2 separate regions of the Mus musculus genome follow, and region 2 is linked to region 1. The links are chromatin contacts, called in public HiChIP or PLAC-seq maps. All regions are on one chromosome and are shown on one strand. Each heading gives the region's core, a stretch centred on a gene start, on an enhancer-like site or on the middle of the called end of the contact. The rest is flanking DNA. Distances are from core to core; before and after follow the strand shown.

Region 1 (4,959 bases), core at 733-3,232:
CTACATTTGGGTATTCACTCGACACCTATTAAATGAACAGCTATTAAGTAACAGGAACCCACATGATAGCTCATAACTGTTTGTAGTCTGTAACTCCAGTTCCAAGGAGCCCACTGCCCTCTCCTGAGGGCACCAGGCACTGGTGAGATGCACATATATACATGCAGACAAAATTCTCATACACATAAAATAAAATGTTTAAAAAAAAGAATAGTAAACAAAATGAATGCAGACTTGTATGGACCTGAGCCCCAGATATTAAATAAACATCCTCTCAGCATAGCTAAGTTTGAAGTAAGGGGGCTGAAGAGATAGCTCGAGGGGTCAGAGAACTTGCTGGGCAAGCTTGAGGACCTGAGTTCAAATCTCCAGCACCCACGTAAGAAGTCCTACTTGGTTATGCATACCAGGAACCAAGGAAGGCAGAGCCAGGTAGATGCTGAGAGATCATTGGCCAGAAAGACTAGCTTAGAGGGTGAGCTTTGGGTCAGGAAGAGAATCTGTTTCTAGGCAGTAAGAATGACAAAGGAAGGTGCCCAGCAGCATCCTGCTCTGACCTCTACCTCTGCATGCTACCTCTGCATGCTCATGCCAGGGTACAGTCATTCTCTCTCTCTCTCTCTCTCTCTCTCTCTCTCTCTCTCTCTCTCTCTCTCTCATACACACACACACACGCGCACACACACACACACACAGCGGGGGCAGTAGAGGGTGGACAGAAGCAGGCACAGATAGACAGAGATAAAGAAAAGGAGATGGAAACAGAGACACAGAGACACTGAGCTAAGCTGAGAGGTCATGATAGTTCTTGTGAATGCAGGCAGATGGCTACCGCAGGTACCTAACGTAATGTGGTTACATGCACATTTCTGTAACCAGACAAAAGCCATCCAAGGGCATCCATGGCCAGTCAGAAACACAAGGAGATGTTCTTTCTGATGTTCTGCCTCAGCCTGACAGAGAATCACCCTGTTGGATCTAGATCTGACATGCCTGTCTGGAGGCTGCAGGATCAAAGGGTGGGGGGCTTCCCCTTGCGGCTCAACCCATCACCTGCGGGCCGGGGGTGGAGAGATAGAAGAAGAAGCCTGGCAAGAGTTTGCCACCCATAACTCACAAATACAGCCACAGCCACAGAGACACAAACATGAAACAGACTGAAACCCTAACTTGGGCAACCCATCCCATCCAACTCCAGCTTCAATTATGATGACAAAAACCTTAGCACTTAGGAGTCTCAGACAAGACCATCAGGAGTTCTGGCTCCTTCTTGGCTACATAGTGAGTTGGAGACCTTGTTTCCAAAAGAGAAAGAAAAGAGAGTCCCCCAAGTCCAGGTTGTTTTACTGTAGACCACACTTACATTGTAACATCATCTCTACATAACACATTGTAACACCTCATCATCTCTATATAACACTGTCACATTGTAATGCCTGCCCCTCTGCCATCCCTTCTATGAGTAACATCCAATCACCACTGCCTGGTGCAGCCCTTAGCACCGCCATCATTTCCAGGTCATCTTACTATCATTGTCTCAACTGATGGGGTTGCTCCCTGGGGTCCTGGCGGTGTGGAGATGGATACAAAGAGAAGACAGGCTTCCCCAGAGCCCAGTGGCCTCTCAAATTCCAGCTTGTCTGCACCTCTTCCTCCCTCCCACACCCAAAGAAAACTGGTCCTCATCAGGTGCAGCTCTGTAGCTCTCTAGGCTGCAGGCAGCTGGAGAGAAGGGGAGGGAGGCTAGAAGGAGGGACACAGTCCTGGCTGTACCCACAGGATTGGTCACGCTGCGCCCTCTCTGCCAGCACCTGTTTAGAAGGCTCCTGAAAGTGTGACCTCATCAAGTACCCTGAGCTTTGCTAGTCCAGCCAGGACAGCCCAGTCATGAGGTGGATGCCTAGTGGGCAGGGTGACCTACTGGAGCTGTGTGGGAGGCCACAGTGAGAGGCGACGAGGCTGAGGATCCCCACGGAACACAATGGATAAGTTTCGGATGATCTTCCAGTTCTTGCAATCCAACCAAGAGTCCTTCATGAATGGCATCTGTGGCATCATGGCGCTGGCCAGTGCGCAGATGTATTCTGCCTTTGACTTCAACTGCCCCTGCTTACCCGGCTACAACGTGGTCTACAGCCTGGGCATACTGCTGACGCCTCCCCTGGTGCTCTTCCTGCTTGGTCTGGTCATGAACAACAACATATCCATGCTAGCTGAAGAGTGGAAGCGCCCCGCAGGTCGCCGGGCCAAGGACCCAGCTGTTCTACGCTACATGTTCTGTTCCATGGCCCAGAGAGCTCTCATCGCCCCTGTCGTCTGGGTGGCTGTCACACTGCTGGATGGCAAGTGCTTTCTCTGTGCCTTCTGCACAGCTGTGCCCGTGGCCACACTAGGCAATGGCAGCCTGGTGCCGGGCCTGCCTGCTCCAGAACTTGCTCGCCTACTGGCTCGGGTACCCTGCCCTGAGATCTATGATGGGAACTGGCTGCTAGCCCGAGAGGTGGCCGTGCGGTATTTGCGCTGCATCTCTCAGGTGAGGGGGCTGGGTCTCTTCACAGGGTCCCTGTGGGAAAGTTCCTTCTCAGAGTGGGGTTTCCCCCTCAGAGGGCCGTGGGTGGGGGCATGCATTCCCAGCTAAGACTCAGAGCAGAGCCCATGTCTTCTGTCAAACAGGGTCACCTGGAGAGAGTGGATGGCTCACCTCCTCCATCCTGAGCTCAGATCTGAGAGGCTGAGAGATTTGCATCCATTTCCTATCTCAGGCACAGGCGGGAGTGAGGCCAGTGGGTGGCTAAGCCATTTGGGTACATTTCCCTGGCAAATACTCCCAGCTGGTGCCTGCCTGCTTCAGGAGTGGGAACTGAGGGTCTGGGTATCTTGAACAGGATGGGTGAGAGAGATGGGTGCTTGGGATGAGATTTAAAGGACCAGACATCTGGGCATCCTGCTCTGGAGCAGGGAACTGTGTGGTGTTGGGAGATGGGCAGGAGGCAGTGTCTGCTCCAGTGGGGCTGGAGAAACAGGCACACTCGGCTCTGGCTGGTACAGACCCTGGCTCCCTTCTTGAGAAAGGGACTTCTGCATGGCCTCTGTCACCACTCAGGTAGCCTAGAGGATCTCCCACCATGAGTGTCTAAGCCACTCTCTTTACCTCCTCATCTGGGGACCCCTGTCCCATCATCCTAGGCCTCAGACCCAGGAGGACCTGTCACTCCACTTGACCTTTACGCTGTCACACTGTATGAGCTGGAAGTCCCCTCTCCAAGAAGCCACAGGCAGCCTGATTTGCAGACAAGTCTCCTGTGACTTGTAGACACTGAATTCCGAACTCACTTTAGAATTAATTGACTTTATCTGGAAATCAAAAATTGTCAAAGAGAAAAAAAAAATCAGATTTCCAGCTTCACTTGGAACATGAGACAACCCAAGTCCTCTGTAACCACAACTGCTTAGTGAGCAACACGGGAGGGAGGCCCCTGACTGAGTCATTTGCTCTGTATTTTCCCACCCATCCCCACGGCAGCCATTGGCCACCATTAACACACCCCTCCCCCACACACACCCTCTTCTCTGTGCAGAAAGGGGTCTGACCTGCAGACATGCAGGGGTGTCCCGCTCTGTGCCCCATGGTGCGTGTTCGAGTCTGAGGACTATCCAGGGTACCTCTGGAACTCCTTAAGAGTCCATCTTAACCCAATGAAAGAAGTGCTCACCTTTAATCCCAGCACTCAGGAGGCAGAGGCAGGCAGACTTCGAGGCCAGCCTGGTCTACAGAGTGAGTTCCAGGACAGCCAGGGCTACATAGAGAAAGCTTGTCTCAAAAAAAACAAAAAAACAAAAAAACAAAAAAACAAAAACAAAAACAAACAAAACAAGACAAAAAAAAAAAAAAAAAAAAAAAAAAAAGAAGAAGAAAGAAATGCTGATGTCAGTTCCAGAAACTGAAGGAAAGGCCCGGAGCTTGGAAGAAGAAGGCCAGTAGGCCTGGGGAGATCCGGAAAGCCTTCTGAAGGAAGAGGCATGGCCCCTAGTGGTACCATTACCAGAGTCTAGCAGAGAGTGCTATATGCAAGCTGTCTTTTTTTTTTTAAAGATTTATTTATTATTATATCTAAATACACTGTAGCTGTCTTCAGATACATCAGAAGAGGGTATCAGATCTCATTACAGATGGTTGTGAGCCACCATGTGGTTGCTGGGATTTGAACTCAGGACCTTCAGAAGAGCAGTCAGTGCTCTTAACCATCTCTCCAGCCCCACAAGCTGTCTTATAGCCACTGTCTGTTTAGTTCTCATAAAACCCCTGTGTGTGTGTGGCGGGGGTGGGGGGAGCGCTATGGCTAGTAGCTCCACCCTGGAGGTAGAGAAACAGACACAGAAAGATCAAGTGAAGAAAGCCTCATGATGGGATGTTGTGTTAACTCCTGCCCACTGAGTGCCTTGCCAAAGCTGCACATTCTATGTTCCCAGGATCTGTCTCCTGTGAGGTGGAGTATATGGTTATTTTACATAATGGGGAAATAGAGACCACGAGGTTGCATGACTAGATCCATGGCTGGCTTCCCTTGGGGAAGTCTTTGAAGGGTCTGGACAGGTAGATCTGCTGACGTCCTTCTCTCCCCACAGGCACTGGGTTGGTCCTTCGTGCTGCTGACCACATTACTAGCGTTCGTGGTACGCTCTGTGCGTCCCTGCTTCACGCAGGTCGCCTTTCTCAAGAGCAAGTACTGGTCCCACTACATTGACATTGAGCGCAAGCTCTTCGATGAGACATGCACAGAGCATGCCAAAGCCTTTGCTAAGGTATGTATCCAGCAGTTCTTTGAAGCCATGAACCATGACCTGGAACTGGGTCATACCCACGGAGTACTGGCCACGGCCACAGCCACAGCCACAGCCACAGAGGCTGTCCAAAGTCCCTCGGACAGGACAGAAGAAGAGAGGGAGAAGTTGCGTGGC
Region 2 (4,959 bases), core at 1,280-3,779, 710 kb before region 1:
CATGGGAGAGCTGGTGTCTTCTGCATCCTGACAGGAGGCAACCAACTGGGTTGTGCGCCATGTCCACTCAATATATTGGAATCAGCCTGACAAAGCCTCATTTCATTTTGATTCAGTTCGAAAGGAGTTGAACTGACTCAACTGAATACATTTTGCTAATATGAATTTTGAAATCCTTGTTTACAAGGATATTTTTTAATCCTAAAAAAATCTCATAAAATGAACCATGTTGAATCCACATGTTTTGGTATGTTTTCTTTAAAAAGGTTTCTAAATCATAAAAAGTATGAGACTGGACAGACAGTCTAAGGGCACTTGCTCTTGCAGAGGATTGGGTTCAGTTCCCAGGACCCACGTCAGAGGTCATAACTCCAGTTTCTGGGGACCCAATGCCCTCTTTTGCTCTGTGGCATCCCGCAAGCACATAAACTCATGCACAGGTGCACACACATGAACATAAAAATAATTTTTAAAAAGTATACAAAGTAAATTAAAAAAAGAAAGAATCCATTGGAGTCCGGCTAAATGCAGATTGTAACTGCGTATGCCTTGTATCCTGCAGAGACTGTAGGAGACAGGAAAGCATTCTAATCCTTAAAGCGATGTCCGAAGAACTCAAATCAGGCACAGTGTCCACTAGGAGAGACCACTCAAAAGTAAGCCATCCCAACACGTCTGACTTCCCGGGTCTTCACCCACAACAAATCAGATTTAGCTTATGGATTTCAATGCATAATCCCTCACAAGAACAAATAGCCAGTGTGAACACTGGTGTGTGTGTGTGTGTGTGTGTGTGTGTGTGTGTATGCAAGCATGTTAAAAGGTTTACAGAATAATGAACATACAAACCACCTGTCATGGGAAAGACAAAAGCCCTTGCCATAGAATAGTGTCCATCTCTGAGAATTATATTTTGAAAATGGAAGGCAATTCCTGGGCTCTGGAGATCAAGAAGACAAGTGAATGCTGGAAGCGTGGCATTTTGAGCCAACACTCAGCACAGCTGAGCCCACAGGCTGGAGGATGCTCCTTACACAGAGTGTGCAACACACATGCCCTGTGTAAGGCGCTACTGCCCCAGGCAAAGTTTCCTGGTTTAAAATCGGTCTGTGAATAACGAGTAGTAATAGACACTATCTGAAGGAACCCCTCTCCCCGTAAGGGCCCCCACCCCTGTTATGGTAAAGTAATTTCAATGTTGCTTGGGAAATCCTGGTGCGAAATATAATTCTTTTCCACACTGAGTTTCAGTAGGAAACACATCACACAAGGCATTGTGCCCTGTTCTTGGACTCTCTCGTTGTATTAGAACAATAAATATCTTTTATTTTTTTCAATTCAGTTTGAGTTTCTTTGTTAGAGTGAAAGTTCCAACTAATATAGAAAAATTGCTTTTTAAGAAAAAAAAATACGTTCTTGTGTTCAAAACCAAATCTCCTATCCAAATGAAATTAAAATCGTTACAAAGTGACAATTAATTTTCAAATACTTCCTTAGGTTACATATTTTAACATTTAGGGAAAAGAACTGCCTGCCTAGCCAATTCTCCCCATGGACTAAAAGTCGTTTACGAATTGTAACTGCATACATGAACTTTTTCTTAAGGGTGAGCTTCCAAACAGAAGGTGTCTAATAATTGTTCAAAAGATCCCCCAAGACATTGGAAGGGAAATGGTCCAACGAACATGGTATCGGGAAAAGCCAAGAGACTCACCAACTGTAGATAACCCGTAGGTCAAAGACTGTTTGGATATGGAGGCTTTGCAAAGGCTTGACTCTGACACTTCCTTGTGTTTACAACCTAAATGACTGTGCACACGGCTCAGAACTCTGCTAGGCGGGTGACCTTTGTGCAACAGCGAAGCAAGCCTCTAGTTCACCAAGAATCCCAGGACCCGAGCTGAGACAGCCACCCCAGGGTTCCGCAATCTAGTGTAAACCACCAACCTCACCGTGGGGGGGTGGGGAGGGGAAACACGCTTTTTTTGAGCCCCAGACTGCTTAAACAGGCTGCCCTAGAGCCCTGGAGTCCATGACAATTCTCCCCTTGAAAAGAGGGTGAGCAACTAAAGTCTCCTACAAAAGGCTGAGAATATTTCCCCCTGACCACAAAGCCAACGCCGCGAGGGGTTGAAGCCCAGCCGCCAGCGGCTCCGGAGCCATCGCCCTCGTCCTCACCGGATTCCCTTGGCCTTCAGGACCATCAGCGTCCTCTGAGCGAAGGGGCAGAACCTCATGCTGTAGACGCGGATCTGGCCCTCCGGGACCGGGCCGGGGGGCGCGCTTCCTGCAGGAGAGAGGAGACAGTCACGGCCCGGATCGCACAGGGATCCCGGGCATCCCCGGTACACGGTGCGTCCCCGACACCAGTAGCCTCACCCTTCCCCAGGCTCCTGGAGGATTCTCCCGACATCGCTGAGCCGCCGTGCAGGCCGAGAGCCACGCGGGTTCCGCTCCCGTTTGCGGGCGACTCTGGAAGCACGAGGTCTTGTACACTGTCCTAGAACTCAGCCCCGCCCAGACCGCGCCTCCTGGCCGGGAGCCGCCCCCGCCTTTAAAGGGAAAGCATCGGCCGCTGCGATCCTGGATCCTGATGCTGTGTGACGTTAACCGGTGGGCTCCCAGGTTCGCTGCGGAGGTAGTGCAAGGAGGAACAAAACCACAGAGACACACACCCCGCCTCCACACAAGGGGTCTTGTGGTTTCTTGTGTCATGTGATGACCACCTGGAGCCGGCCAAAGCAGAGATGCTCAGAAAGAGCCACCCCATCCCTCCAGGCCGAAGGTTTCCTGTCTGCCTTCACACAGGACTCTGGCCCTGACCTCCATACCTCCCACACCCACTCCACTGGTATGTGAGCTCTAGCTCTGCCCCCAAATTTCCAACATTCCAGAGGGGTCTAGGAGGTGGTCTAGCCACCTGGACGGTCTTTTCTTCTGTCAGTACTAGCTTACTATAAGCTGCCATCCCTATAGTCACCTACAGAGGCACATTTCGGCATATAGAAAAGAGCACACATCTGGATGTTATTAGCCTCCGGACGCAGTTGTGCTTTCAAAATTCCATCCATAAAACATTTGTCTGGAAGCCTAGAAAGAGCACACGCTGGTTTAAGCACAGTGGGCTGAGAAAATTTAGCCTTTTGAGTCCATAAGAAAAAAAAAAAAATCTGGCCAGAGGGCTTGCGAAAACTGCTGTCTTCTTATTCAGGCATGAGGAGAGTTTGCCTCCAGGATTCGCAAAGCTCATGGATAAAAGCTACTAACTCCGGGGCTATTTATGAAAGAGCATGCCTGGGTTTTGTTTCCAGCTCTATTATTGGAGAAGCAGAGAATGCCCTTGGAGCCAGCTCCAGTTTTGATCCTGGCTTCTCCCTGTGCTCACTAGAACTACGGAACAAAATGCCAAAGTGACTTAAATGACTCATACGTCTAACAATTGCGGCCAGGAAATGGCAGCACCCTAGCAGGCAGGGCTTGCTGTGGATGAACTAGCAAACATTAATTCTTCAAATAAAGAAAGGAAAATATACAGAAAACCACTGTGCTACGTTACTGGTGGCCATTATAGTAGGGATCATGCCTAAGTCCTAGCAGCTGAGAACATAGCCCTCAAACATCTGGGCATATATCTCTACTGGCCACAGTCAAACTGCCACGGGACTATATATTTTGTTGTAGCTGTAACCTGAAGAGATTAATCTGAGTCGACTATATTGCAAGAAGACGAAAAAATTAAAAACCCTAGTGACAAGAAATAGTTTTTAACCTTCTACGTAATGTTCACCTTCACTGCCCAGATGTGTCCACCCGATGCAGCAACCTTCTGTAACTTTTCAGAAGAATGATGGGTAATTTCATACTGTCCAATTTATAATCTATATTGACAGGATCAAATTCAGGTTGTTGAAGGTCTTATCAACTGCCTCGCAGATGGTGTTTTAATAAAAAACTTTTATTTCTATATGTTACGAATAGCTAAAATATCTGACTATTAGCTTTTATAACATCTCATTCCAGCTATCAGAGAATGTTCCAGATAAGCTCCAGTCATTCCAATAAACCTGAAGACACCATGAATTCTGGGAGTAAAAGAACTGGGAAGATAGATCATTTCATAAGAAAATTATCCCCAAACAGCAGCCACCATCCTTTGGCAACCAAATTGTCCACACAAGTAATAAAGACTCCTTCAAGGTCATCGTGTAGAAACAGACTGAGCCAAACCACAGCTTGACCAAGCCATAGCCTGGCCAGCACTGTTTAATAGATTGCCTCTCACCACTCGCCCCAAATTCTTCCTCTCTTTAAATCTACAACCATGTCAGCATGGCTTAAAGGATGAAACACTTAAATGGCCATTTTGATTAAAACCTTTTCATACATGTTTACGATTACTTTCATTTCTTTCTTTGGGTCAGAGTTGGGCCTCTGGCCTAAGACTTTGGTTACATAAACTTTTCTGTTTGATTTCATTAAGTCTGTAACTGTCCATAGCAGGGAAAACAGACTTCATTAGAGTTTTCATGGAAAGATGCTAGCTAAATAGTTGAATGAACAAGCTAGAAAGGCCCAGAGTCTAGTCAGTGAATATATATCTACATCTACATCTACATCTACATCATCTACATCTACATATATATATATATATATATATATCTCACAATAAGAAGCCATGCAGGGACAAATGGTTCACAAATAAAGGAGCTTAAATTAAATGGAGAGGAGAGTAAAATGACTTAGTTGGGTGCCACAAACCGGGCCTAGCCGTCCCCCCTCAATCCGTGGGAATCAGGGGTTCGGACAGATGGGCATAGAGTCGGCAAGAATTGACACGAGAGAGTGTGTTGGATCTGAATGTAATTTGTCAAATTGAGCATTAAACTTTTTATACAGAAGAAAATAGGGAAGTTAGGTGACACACTGGCAAGGTACAATGAGGTTACCGGATTCTTACAC

The links. HiChIP or PLAC-seq counts read pairs in DNA pulled down with a chosen protein or histone mark.
Region 2: a contact with region 1 is called in an H3K4me3 HiChIP or PLAC-seq map of bone marrow-derived macrophages, with 4 times the contacts expected there. The contact joins the promoter of Gsto1 here to the promoter of Calhm1 in region 1.

The regions. Positions count from the first base shown.
Region 1 is chr19:47,141,197-47,146,155 of GRCm38.p6, reverse strand. Calhm1 (calcium homeostasis modulator 1) reads left to right here and starts at 1,982. Exons shown (of 2, transcript NM_001081271.1): 1 at 1,982-2,533; 2 at 4,627-4,959. The coding sequence starts at 1,982.
Region 2 is chr19:47,852,543-47,857,501 of GRCm38.p6, reverse strand. It overlaps Gsto1 (glutathione S-transferase omega 1), which reads right to left and starts at 2,529. Exons shown (of 6, transcript NM_010362.3): 1 at 2,380-2,529; 2 at 2,179-2,287. The coding sequence starts at 2,413. It overlaps Gm30021 (predicted gene, 30021), which reads left to right and starts at 2,586. Exons shown (of 2, transcript NR_166768.1): 1 at 2,586-2,851; 2 at 4,021-4,391.